Regions from separate parts of the Gossypium hirsutum genome. Here region 1 is linked to region 2. Evidence: chromatin contacts called from public Hi-C data. All regions are on one chromosome and are shown on one strand. Each heading gives the region's core, a stretch centred on a gene start, on an enhancer-like site or on the middle of the called end of the contact. The rest is flanking DNA. Distances are from core to core; before and after follow the strand shown. Region 1 holds the start of LOC107914807 (protein maph-9). Region 2 holds the start of LOC107915444 (protein Rf1, mitochondrial).

Region 1 (5,177 bases), core at 801-3,300, 140 kb before region 2:
CTTGGCACTTTCCCAAAGTTCTTCTGCATTGATCTGAATAAACATTTCAGAAAAAAGAATGATCAAAGGTTAGAGTGATTGACAATGATGACCAGCCACTAAAAGTGGAAAAGGGCGAGAATAAATCCTATTCACTGGTTTAGCTCCCACAGGTATATAGTACGAAATAATACAACAACCAGTCTCAAGCATCTGACTACAGAGGAACTGTTTTATTACGATTATCTCAAACCATTACCTATAAAGATAACAAAAACCTATCAACAAATATTGTTAAAGGAAGCGGAATCATGCATAAAAACACCTAAAGTCTCTGATAACTAGCTAATGATCCTCTTGGACTTAATCCGCATGATCCTAGCAAATTAGCATAAAACCAAACCAATGCAATAAATAAAACATTTCCACTTTGATGATTTTTCATGCAAGTAAATAGGTCAATTTATGAGGTACATTACAAACGCCAAATAAAGTACAGACCAAATGAGATGGTTTGCAGACGCATCAAACAAGAGATTCCCCTAAGGCTTCTATTGAGCGTGAGCATTACTATAGACTAACTCAGACAACAAACTAATAACATTTATGCCTTATTAAGTTTCAACAATCTGATAACAGAAGCAATCCGCAAATTCGCTTAATACTGAAAATTTAATCACGAAGCCAGGGATCAAAATCAAGACGATCAGATCCTAACTCTTTACAAGAACCACTAACCTCGGAAGGCTCTAGAGATCCGCGATTTCCGCCAATTGTAGCCGAAAACAAAAGCGAGAGCGTGCAGATCAAAAGCACCACAACGGCAATCGTTAGTTTGGTGTAAATTCCCTTTGCTCCTCCTCCTCCTCCTCCAGCTCCTTGCTTCCCATGCTGCCTATGCAGCCCCGACCTAAGCAACAAAATAGAAAGAAGAAGTTAAAAAATGGCAGTCTGGTTCAACGGAAAACCGAAAATTTTAACGGAAAAACGAATTAACTAGTTAGTTTGTAAACCTCCGCATAATTACGAAAGACAAAAAAAGCAATGTATTATTCCCAGATCTGATGTTTTTACAAATTTCCTTCTTTCTGGTTGTCGGTTTTACTTGGCGCGCTGTAAAACCTTGAAATTAGTCAATGTAATGGTTAAAATATGCTATAGCTCCCTGTCCTCTTTGTACATTTGTAATTTAGTCTTACTACTTTTATTTTAACTAATTTTATCCTTCTACTTTTTGGATCTAAAAGTACAAGTTCAATTATTAAAATTATCCTATTAAATTCAGACTTATTACAACGTTCTTTTTTGGTTATATGACTATCAAGTGAGTATTTTTTATTTTAAAATATCAAATCAACGAATTTAATAGAAGAATTTTAACGGTGTTAACAATTAAATCTATAAAAAAAAGTAAAGAACTAAACTCTTATAAATAAAAGTAAAAGGACTATATTTCAAATATACAAAGAGTACAAAGACTTAATACATATTTTAACTCAAAATAGATAAATAAATAAGAAATAAAGCATCCTTTAGCCCATGAACTTGTCAATTTTTCCTAACTTAGTTCCTTAATTTTGTTTTTTCACGTTAATCTTGAAGCTTGACAAAATTGGAAAAAATTTTCAAGTTCAAAGAATAAATGGTGCCTTCTCCCAAAAAATTAAAAATAAAAAAAAAGTTGAATTCTAAATTTCATCTCTCTATGTTAAGAAAGTTGAGAAATTAATCATTATCCTTTAATTTGTCAAAATTTAATCTGTATTTTATGAAAACTGAGAAATTAATCTAAATACATAAATTTGAAGAGTTTAATTTTGCCATTCAAATTGCAAAACTATTACTAACTCTTTACAAATAAAATTAATGAACAGTTAAATTTCAAGTCATCCATCTATCATGATATTATCTAGTTTGATCAACTTCTTAATTTTTGTAAAACCAAATTCCGACAAATTAAAACAGAGGAATAATTTCAAAGTTTCTGTAAAAAAAGTATGAAATTAGAATTAAACCTTAAAAAATTAGAAAATAATAATAATGAGTGAAAACTGGGGTGTAATTTGGAGAAGGGAAATGAACGATGGGATTAGGCGGTTGTGTTGGGTAATTGGAACTGTTTCTTGGACTGGGCCTCCATTAATGGCAGAGTAGCCCATGCCCAACACAAACAAAACCCTCCTCTTTCTCCACCAGCAGCGGAGTAGCTTCGAAGAACACAGCAATGGCGAACTCTTTCAGGACCCTCTCCAAAACCCTCACCCGCTCATTCTCCACCAAATCATCCCACCACAACCACCACCAGAAAACCCACAAATATTTAGATCCCAACTCCTTCTTGGGCAGCTGGAAGACCCCCAACGACCCCAAAGAGGCCGAGAAGAAACTCGCCCTGTTGCGACGAGACTACGCCAAGCAAGTAAAAAATGTACGCAAGGAGTACATCCACGAGATGGAGTTGTTGCGTCTTGAGAAGCTCAGAAAAGAAGAGGCTAGGAAAGAGGCTATACGAGTTGCTAATGAGGAGCGTAAAAGGCTTAAGGCTGAGGCTGCTAAGGTTAGAGCTCAAGAGCGTATGGTTGCTGAAGAAGAGTTTCGACAAACCCTGGTAATCTTTTACCTCTCATACTTTGTTTCTTGAATTTTATGATGATTTTCAGTTATAAAATTAAGAAAATTGGAAATTGGGATTTGTAGGTTTGTTTAAGTGAAACACCAAATTCAAAACCCTAATTTCCTTTGCCTATCTTTCGATTATGTTAGTTTATATATAAAATAAAGTTAATGTTCAGTTAAGAAATTAAATTTTATTGTTACCTTTATTCGTTAGTTTTAAGTTGAGTAGGAGAATCTCCCAAGCCTATCCTTTTGTTCCATTGAATCGACGAACTAAATTATACTGGCATTTACACTTTGACTGTATGGATATCCTATATCATAATAGTTGTTATTCCCTTGAATGCCTTGGTGGATATGGTTGATTCTCATTCTACCATGGCTAGGTGATATGGTAATTACGGTTGATCTCGGTCAACATGATGATGTTTGAGGATAATACTTCTGCTTACTACTAACATTATTGAGTTTGAAGTTGAGCATGGGAATTGAGCCGATCTCAAGCAGCTTGATTTTTTTTTAATCTTATTGATTTTTGTATCAAGCTCAAGTTTCTTTCAGGCTTGAGCTCAACTCGGCCTGGTTAAGCCCCTAGCCTTACCTTATGTCTATGGCCTTATTTCTACTTCTCAATTTGAAAATGAAGTTACTTGATCCTTCAATTCTTGGTCTTTATCATATGGTCAAGGTTCTATTTCCATGAATGCAGTTGAAAGAAAGAGCAGAAAAGCTTGAAAATTGGAGAATGAAACGAACGCTACATGAGAATAAGAAGAAAGAGGCGAAAGATCTAGTGCGTAGAAGAAGTTCCATGTGGATTGAAGAACAGGAATTGGAGAGTAAGATCTTTAGTGCCATTGTTTTTTAACTGGTTTTTCCTTTAAATTCGAAGAACATAAAATAAGGATTTTATGTGAATCTAGTGACTAATGGAAATGTTTGTGTACTGTTTGTTTTTCTCTGTTAAAACCCTGCATCAATGTGGTTTGTTGGTAATAGCTTCATTGAAGATTTATAGCAAGTTTTGGACTATTATTCAAGCATGCATATATGTACTTTATTGGCTGAATGCTATTCAACTGTTCAAGTGAATCAGCTTGTCTCTCACTTTTGCCTTTATTGCCTTTATCCTACTCTTTTCTTCTACAAACAGACCACACTGTTGGTCTCTAAACCTTCTGAGCTAACAATGTAGTCCGCTGGTTGCTTTAACCCTTTTTCAAGCTATGCTTTTGGAACTTGAGATGAGTGTTGGATACATGCTTGATACAGCTATGCTCAACTTCTTTAAGCTTTTCTATATATGTATATACATATATTGGAACTTTATATACAATCAATCTGGGCAAGTATGTTATGGAATGTGTAAGAGACTTGAAGACTCTATACAAGGCCTGTTAAATATGAGCCTGCCTGACAGAGTTTGCAGAAATGATGATGCTTCGGTCGATTAGCTTTTTGAGTTCTGCAAACAAAATGTTATGTAAGTTGGATCTTATAGAGCTTGAAAACCAATTTCCCTCTGACAATGAAGAAGAAAGTCCGATTAATGCGGTTCTTTGGTCTTCTGTGTCTCCTACTGAACAGTGCCTTAAAGAAAATCAGTATCCCCCAAGGATATCAACAGGAGAAACTAACAAAGACCATTGTTCTCAATCTAATCTCCCATGTACCATCAACTCATACAATAGCCCTAATGGGGTTCGAAGTTTAAAGCCTAAAAAACATATTGATCTGAAGCTTTGAAACTGGTACAAATGGAAAATTCCAGGGTTGAGAGTTGGAAGACAAAACAGAGCGAATCTAGCATATGAACAATTCTGGAACAAACGACATCATAGGATCTCATGGCATATGAACAATTAAAAGACCAACCGACCTCGTTCACTTTATTTTACAAAAGGGTGAGGGAATTGGAAAAACTGACAGAAGAATAAGATGTAAAATTATGGGACAGACTACTTTCCATTCTTTTTTTTCTTTTTTTTTTCTCCTGGAAAAGACTAGCATTACTGTGAAAATGAAGTCCCAACAATACTATCAACATTCATTTATCATTTACATCCTTTTCTTAAAGACGCAAAAAGGGAAAAAATGAATTGTGATTCCTATGCCTGCTACCAGCTTGCCAAAATCACTAGGGAGCAAGTTTTTTACTGGCTCTTTGGTTTTTGAATCTTAACGTAAGGGAAAAATCCCAAGAAGTGAACAACTTTTGGGTCCCATTCTCGCTGCTGAGCACGACAAAACATCAGAAATGTGTTGGCGAAATAAGAATTGAAGCCCATCAAGACATGCCAAAGCGCATGACCCTGAGGGTTGAAGTACCAACCAGATATCTCCTTGCAGAACAACCTGTCAGCAAGCCAACAAATGCTCCCCAGGAATAATGTTGCTACATATAACTTTGCTAGTCGCTTTGCAGAGGCATCTTCAGTGTAGATGTAGTATTTGTACATGCGAGGGATGCAGAGAAGGCAGAGAATGACATAATGCACCTTGAAGCCAATTCCAAAGCGTAAGAGAGCATGAGCCATTGCAAATCCAACTCCATAAAGGAACAGGAAAGTAGGCATTGTGCT
Region 2 (5,188 bases), core at 1,208-3,707:
TCAATTATTACGTCCACTAGCCGTCATCTGGTTAGGATCGCTCAACTAATTCTAATGCATCCAATCACATATGAATGAAATACATGCTTGAATTTAATTGAAAACATGATCGATTGAGGCACAAACATTTTAAACATGAATCAAACAATCTAGAGTGCGAAGAACAAAGTAATACATGAAAGGAAAAATAGTTTGGGGAGGGAGTTAGTGGACATAATAACCATATTTGTGCAGGAAAATGATGTTATGAGTAATAGAAGCCTTACCAAACATCTTTCTTTTTGAGTGGAAACCCCTAGAGAATGAAATCGTGCGCATCAATTTTGACGCAGTTTTTAACCATCGTCACTTCAGATCTGCTGTGGGGTTGGTGGTCAGAAATGATAGGGGGGAGGTTTTGGTCTTAAAGTCAGTGGTGGAGAATCGGATTGCCTCCTCTTTTGCCGCGGAAGCTTGCACATACGCTTATGCAGTTAGGTTAGGGTAACCATGTGTGTGGACGCAGTAGAAATCGAAGGAGATGCGTTAACAATTATAAAAAAATGTTTGGCTGATGTTGAAGACAAGCCAGAAATAAGAGCTTATATTAGAGAAAATACACCAGAATAAGGGTCGATTTAACACGATATGGTTTAAGCATATTGCTAGACGAGTAAATCTGACAATTCATATTATTGCCACATAGAGTTTAAAGAGAAAAGAGGAGTTTTACCTGGAATGGAGTGTGCCTTTTTACACTGTCGCTTTGCTAGGACTAGGAAGGCAGCGGGAACATGAACTCGATTGAGAATCTCAAAGGTCTTTCATATTATCGGAGAAGAAGATAAAGGATTTTGATGAAAAGTAGCTTCTTTTTTCCAATTTTGATGAAAAGTAGATTTGGGGAGTGGCGGGTGGCAGTTTCATTAAATTCGACTTGACAGGGGACTTTTAGTTTCCTTTTTCTGATTTCTTTTGTGTTTTCTTTTTGCCTGGTGGGTCTCGCTGCTGGGCTTCTGTTATTTGTTGAACTTTTTTGTTGGGCTCAAGTGTCTGGGTCCAATTCATTTTCAATAAAGTCCAACCCTATTATTAAAAAAAAAGTGGTCTCTCCGAGCCAAATATAGTTTTATCCTGACAGATTCAATTGCAACTGTACTGTGATGATATGGAGACAGTCGTGAAGACGAAGAGAATAACCTCAATGATTTTTGGTTTTATTCTTCCTAATTCTCTTCTTTTTCCTTTTTCTAAACTGCCCATACGTGTTTTCTTTCCAGTTGTTCTACTGCTTCTGATGAAAATGTCAAGATGGGTATGTCCAAACCCACCTCTCTCGAGAATTTAGTCATACATAAGTGTAAATCAAGATGCCTTGAGCTTGATGAAGCTCTGGGTTTTTTCAATTCCATGATTTCAATGAGACCCTTGCCCTCAATTTCGGCTTTTAATTATCTGCTTGGAGCAGTCTTCAAGATGGAACACTGCATTGTTTCCATGTGTAAACAGATTATGGGTTGTAGTGACTTCCAACCTAATATCTTTACAATGAACATTTGGATCCTTTGTTTGTGTAATTTGAAGAAGGTGGACTAGAGGTGCTCATGAGCCGAACGGCCCGGCCCGGCCCAATAGTCCACCCGAAATACGAGGGGTTCGGGTAAATATATAGGCCCGAAATATGAGTTTGGATAAAAAATGAGGCTCGTTTAGAAAACGGGCCGGGCCTCGGGTACTATTTTTTTGGCCTGGGCCCGGCCCGAATATATAATAAATATATATTTTTTAATTTTAAAATATTTTTAAAATAATGTTTTTTATTTTTTTATTTTTAAAATAAAATTTTGTGTTTATTAAAAAAATGGGCCAGACTGGGCCGGGCTCGGGCTTAGTAATATTTTTCGGGCCGGCTCTGGACAAAATTTCAGGCTCATATTTCAGGCTGGGCCCGAGCCTAGGACGCAGGCCGAAATTTTTTTATGGGCCCGACCTGAACTTAGCCCGGCCCACCCATGAGCACTCTAAGGTGGACTTAGGTTTCTCTATGTTGGCTATGATTGTAAAACTTGGTCTTCAACGTGACGATTATACCATGAATACTCTGCTTATTGGACTGAGCGATGAGGGTAAGATTAACAAGGCAATGGGAATGTTTAGGAAAATATTGGACAATGGATATCCGCATAATCACTACACTTTTAGTATTATTATGAGGAAGCTTTGCAGATCAGGGAATTCTCGTTTTGCTGTTCTTCTTCTGTTAAAGATGAATGGAAATGGAAGCTTTCAACCTGGTGCGGAATGCTATAGTGCAATTATTGATGGAATCTGTAAAGAGAATCGCATGGACAAGGCTTTGATTCTCTTTCGAGATATGTTAGATAGGTGAATTGAGCCCGATGTTGTTCATTCAATTCGTTGATTAATGGATTTTGCAGCGTTGGCCAGTGGGATGAGCAAAAGAATTATTAGTTGACATGGTTAACAAGAGGATTTCCCCTAATGTCTATACCTTAAATACTATAATTTCTGCTCTTTGCAAGGATGGGAAGATCCAAGAAGCAATATTTGTATTTGATTTAATGAGCCAAAGAGGCACAAGGCCTGATGTTATCACTTATACTATGCTAATTCATGCCTTATGCAAGTTTGGCGAATGGAGATTGGTCAGGAATTTCTTTGCAAACATGATTGCATCTGAAATTTTACCTTCCGTATTAACGTTCAATTCCATGATATATATTTTATGCAAGGAGGGGCAGTCATCAGAGGCAATTGAAATTCTGGAACTAATGACTCGTAAAGGCGTGAAACCAGATGTTGTGACCAATAATCCTCTTATTCAAGGACTTTGTCATTCTGGGCAATGGGAAGAAACAACAAGCTTGCTCAATAGAACGATGAATGAAGGAGTCCATCCTGATGTTGTGACTTTCAATTCTTTAATCAATGCTTTATGCAAGGAAAAGAGGACTTCAGAAGCCTTTACTGTGCTGGAATTAATGATACAGAGAAATGTAAAACCTAACGTTGTCACAAACAATTGTTCAATATATGAGTTTTGCAGTTCGGGCAAATGGACGGAAGCAACAACCGTGCTCAATAGAATGATGAATGCAGGAGTCCATCTTGATGTAGTAACTTTCAATTCTTTAATCAATGCCTTGTGCAAGGAAAAGAGGACTGAAGAAGCCATTACCATGTTGGAACTAATGAGTCAGAGAGGTGTAAAACCTGACATTGTCACCTACAATTGTTTAATACGTGGATTGTGCAATTCAGATAAATGTGAAGAAGCCACAAGCTTGTTTAGTAGGATGTTGAATGGAGGAGTCCAGCCTGATATGGAAACTTTAAGATCTTTAATCAATGCTTTGTACAAGGAAAACAAGAATGAAGAAGCCATTAGCATGTTGGAACTAATGAGTCAGAGAAATGTAATACCTGACATTGTCACCCACTGCTTTTTAATACTTGGATTGTGGAGTTTAGGTAGTTGTGCAGGAGTGGCTAGCTTGTTTAGTAGGATGTTGAATGGAGTCCAGCCTGATGTGGAAACCTTAAGCTCTTTAATCAATGCTTTGTGCAAAGAAAAAAAGATTGAAGAAGCCATTACCTTGTACAAATTAATGATTCAGAGAGATCTGAAACCAGACATCGTCACCTACAGTAGTTTAATACATGGATTATGCAATTCAGGACAATGTGGAGAAGCAACAAGCTTGCTTAGTAAGATGGTTGCTGAAGAAATTGTTCCTGATGTTGAAACTTTTAACATTTGTTGGATGCTATCAGCAAACAAGGAAAAATAAAAAAAACTCATGAAGTACTGAAGGTGATGGATCAAAAAGGCATGAAGCCGAATGAATTTACTTACAGGATAATAATTGAAGAGGTGTAAATGAATTTACTTACAGGGTAATGATCGAAGAGGTGTAAAGTCATTACCTTGTTTTGTGCCATAGAAAGGCTTTCCTTCACTCTGGTTGATTTTTGTTTTCTTGTGCTTGGTTTGTAGACAGCCTTTTTTTCCCTCCTCCTCCATAACACACTTTTCATCTGGCTTTGCTTGCTTGTAGTTGTCTGGTTTACTGCCATGATAATGCTTTTCTTCTCGTTTTGATTTAACAACATAAGGCTTTTCTTTTTCCTCACAGTTTTCTTCTTGTTTAGGCTTGTAAATGTCATAGTTCGGCATATCATCTTCATCGTCTGGCTTTGCTTGAGGGCTGTCTGCTGTTATTCCATCTAAACCATGCTTAGATGAATCATCACCATAACCAGGCTTCACTTTTCATACTGGCTTCTCTTTTTATGCCATAATCAGGCTTTGCTTGAGGGCTGTCACCCCGAATTCCATCAATGTTAGAAGTAAGGAGAATGCCAAGGAGAGGTGAGAGAGCCATGACTGTGGCACTATTAATTCTATCGCTCTGGAATGTTATGTAATAATTATTATTAGAAGGAAATATGAGTGGATGAAGAATACGGGATGACACCGTTGCGTTTTATATGGGATTGGTCAAACTTAATCTTAGTTTACTAATGGCTAAGACTGTAGTTCTGAAACAAAATAAACAATGATTCTGGGTTTAAAATTATATGAGGAGAGGCTGACTTGAAAATTTGTGGACAGACCTTAAGCATTGGTTATACTTCATTAGTGTTTTCCTCGTTGGTGAAATGTACATGACTCGAACACTAGTTTTTTTACCAGATTCTTTCACCAAAATGCAGTCTGATTGTTTCTTAGACTTTTAGTTCAGCATTACTTCTCAAAAGTGTTTTTGGGCCGAAAAGCACTTTTGAGAAAAAACTAAATTTTTTTGGTTTTGCTTTTGGTTAAAAAAGTGCTTTTGCAAAGCCTGTATTTTTACCCCAAAAGTATTTTTGAAAAGCTCAAAAGCATCTTGTGTAGCAATGTTTTTATCGCAAAAGTGCTTTTTGTCTCGAAAATACTTAGAAGCAATGCTAAACTAGCCCTTAATGAAGTCGAAATCAGTTCTACTATGCATATTATACAGTTGTGCTCTTGACAGAAACAATGCCATCTATATATGGCATTTTAGTGATCTTCTCTATACTTTTCTAAAGAGCTAGACAAGCTTTGGAAGGTATAGTAGTTGGAAATACATTGTTTGAGAACCTAAGTTCTAGTAAACTATGTTACTCGGACTCGTGTGCTACGGTTGGATACAGGTACGTGTCC

The links. Hi-C and Micro-C count contacts between places; a contact is called where the count stands out from the background.
Region 1: a Hi-C map of leaf shows a contact between it and region 2, with 1.9 times the contacts expected there. The contact joins the promoter of LOC107914807 here to the promoter of LOC107915444 in region 2. A contact is called at or near these places in 10 of 34 Hi-C or Micro-C datasets (callus, hypocotyl and leaf).

What each region holds. Positions count from the first base shown.
Region 1 is chrD10:28,096,729-28,101,905 of Gossypium_hirsutum_v2.1, reverse strand. It overlaps LOC107914807 (protein maph-9), which reads left to right and starts at 2,050. Exons shown (of 2, transcript XM_016843838.2): 1 at 2,050-2,587; 2 at 3,305-3,687. The coding sequence starts at 2,204. The coding sequence ends at 3,463. It overlaps LOC107914808 (O-fucosyltransferase 1), which reads right to left and starts at 1,076. Exons shown (of 10, transcript XM_016843839.2): 1 at 993-1,076; 2 at 718-889; 3 at 1-33. The coding sequence starts at 1,000. LOC107914806 (alkaline ceramidase) reads right to left here. Exons shown (of 3, transcript XM_016843832.2): 3 at 4,417-5,177. The coding sequence ends at 4,749.
Region 2 is chrD10:27,956,804-27,961,991 of Gossypium_hirsutum_v2.1, reverse strand. LOC107915444 (protein Rf1, mitochondrial) reads left to right here and starts at 2,457. Exons shown (of 1, transcript XM_016844605.2): 1 at 2,457-3,791. The coding sequence starts at 2,457. The coding sequence ends at 3,791. It overlaps LOC107914799 (a long non-coding RNA gene), which reads right to left and starts at 932. Exons shown (of 4, transcript XR_005919301.1): 1 at 713-932; 2 at 267-550.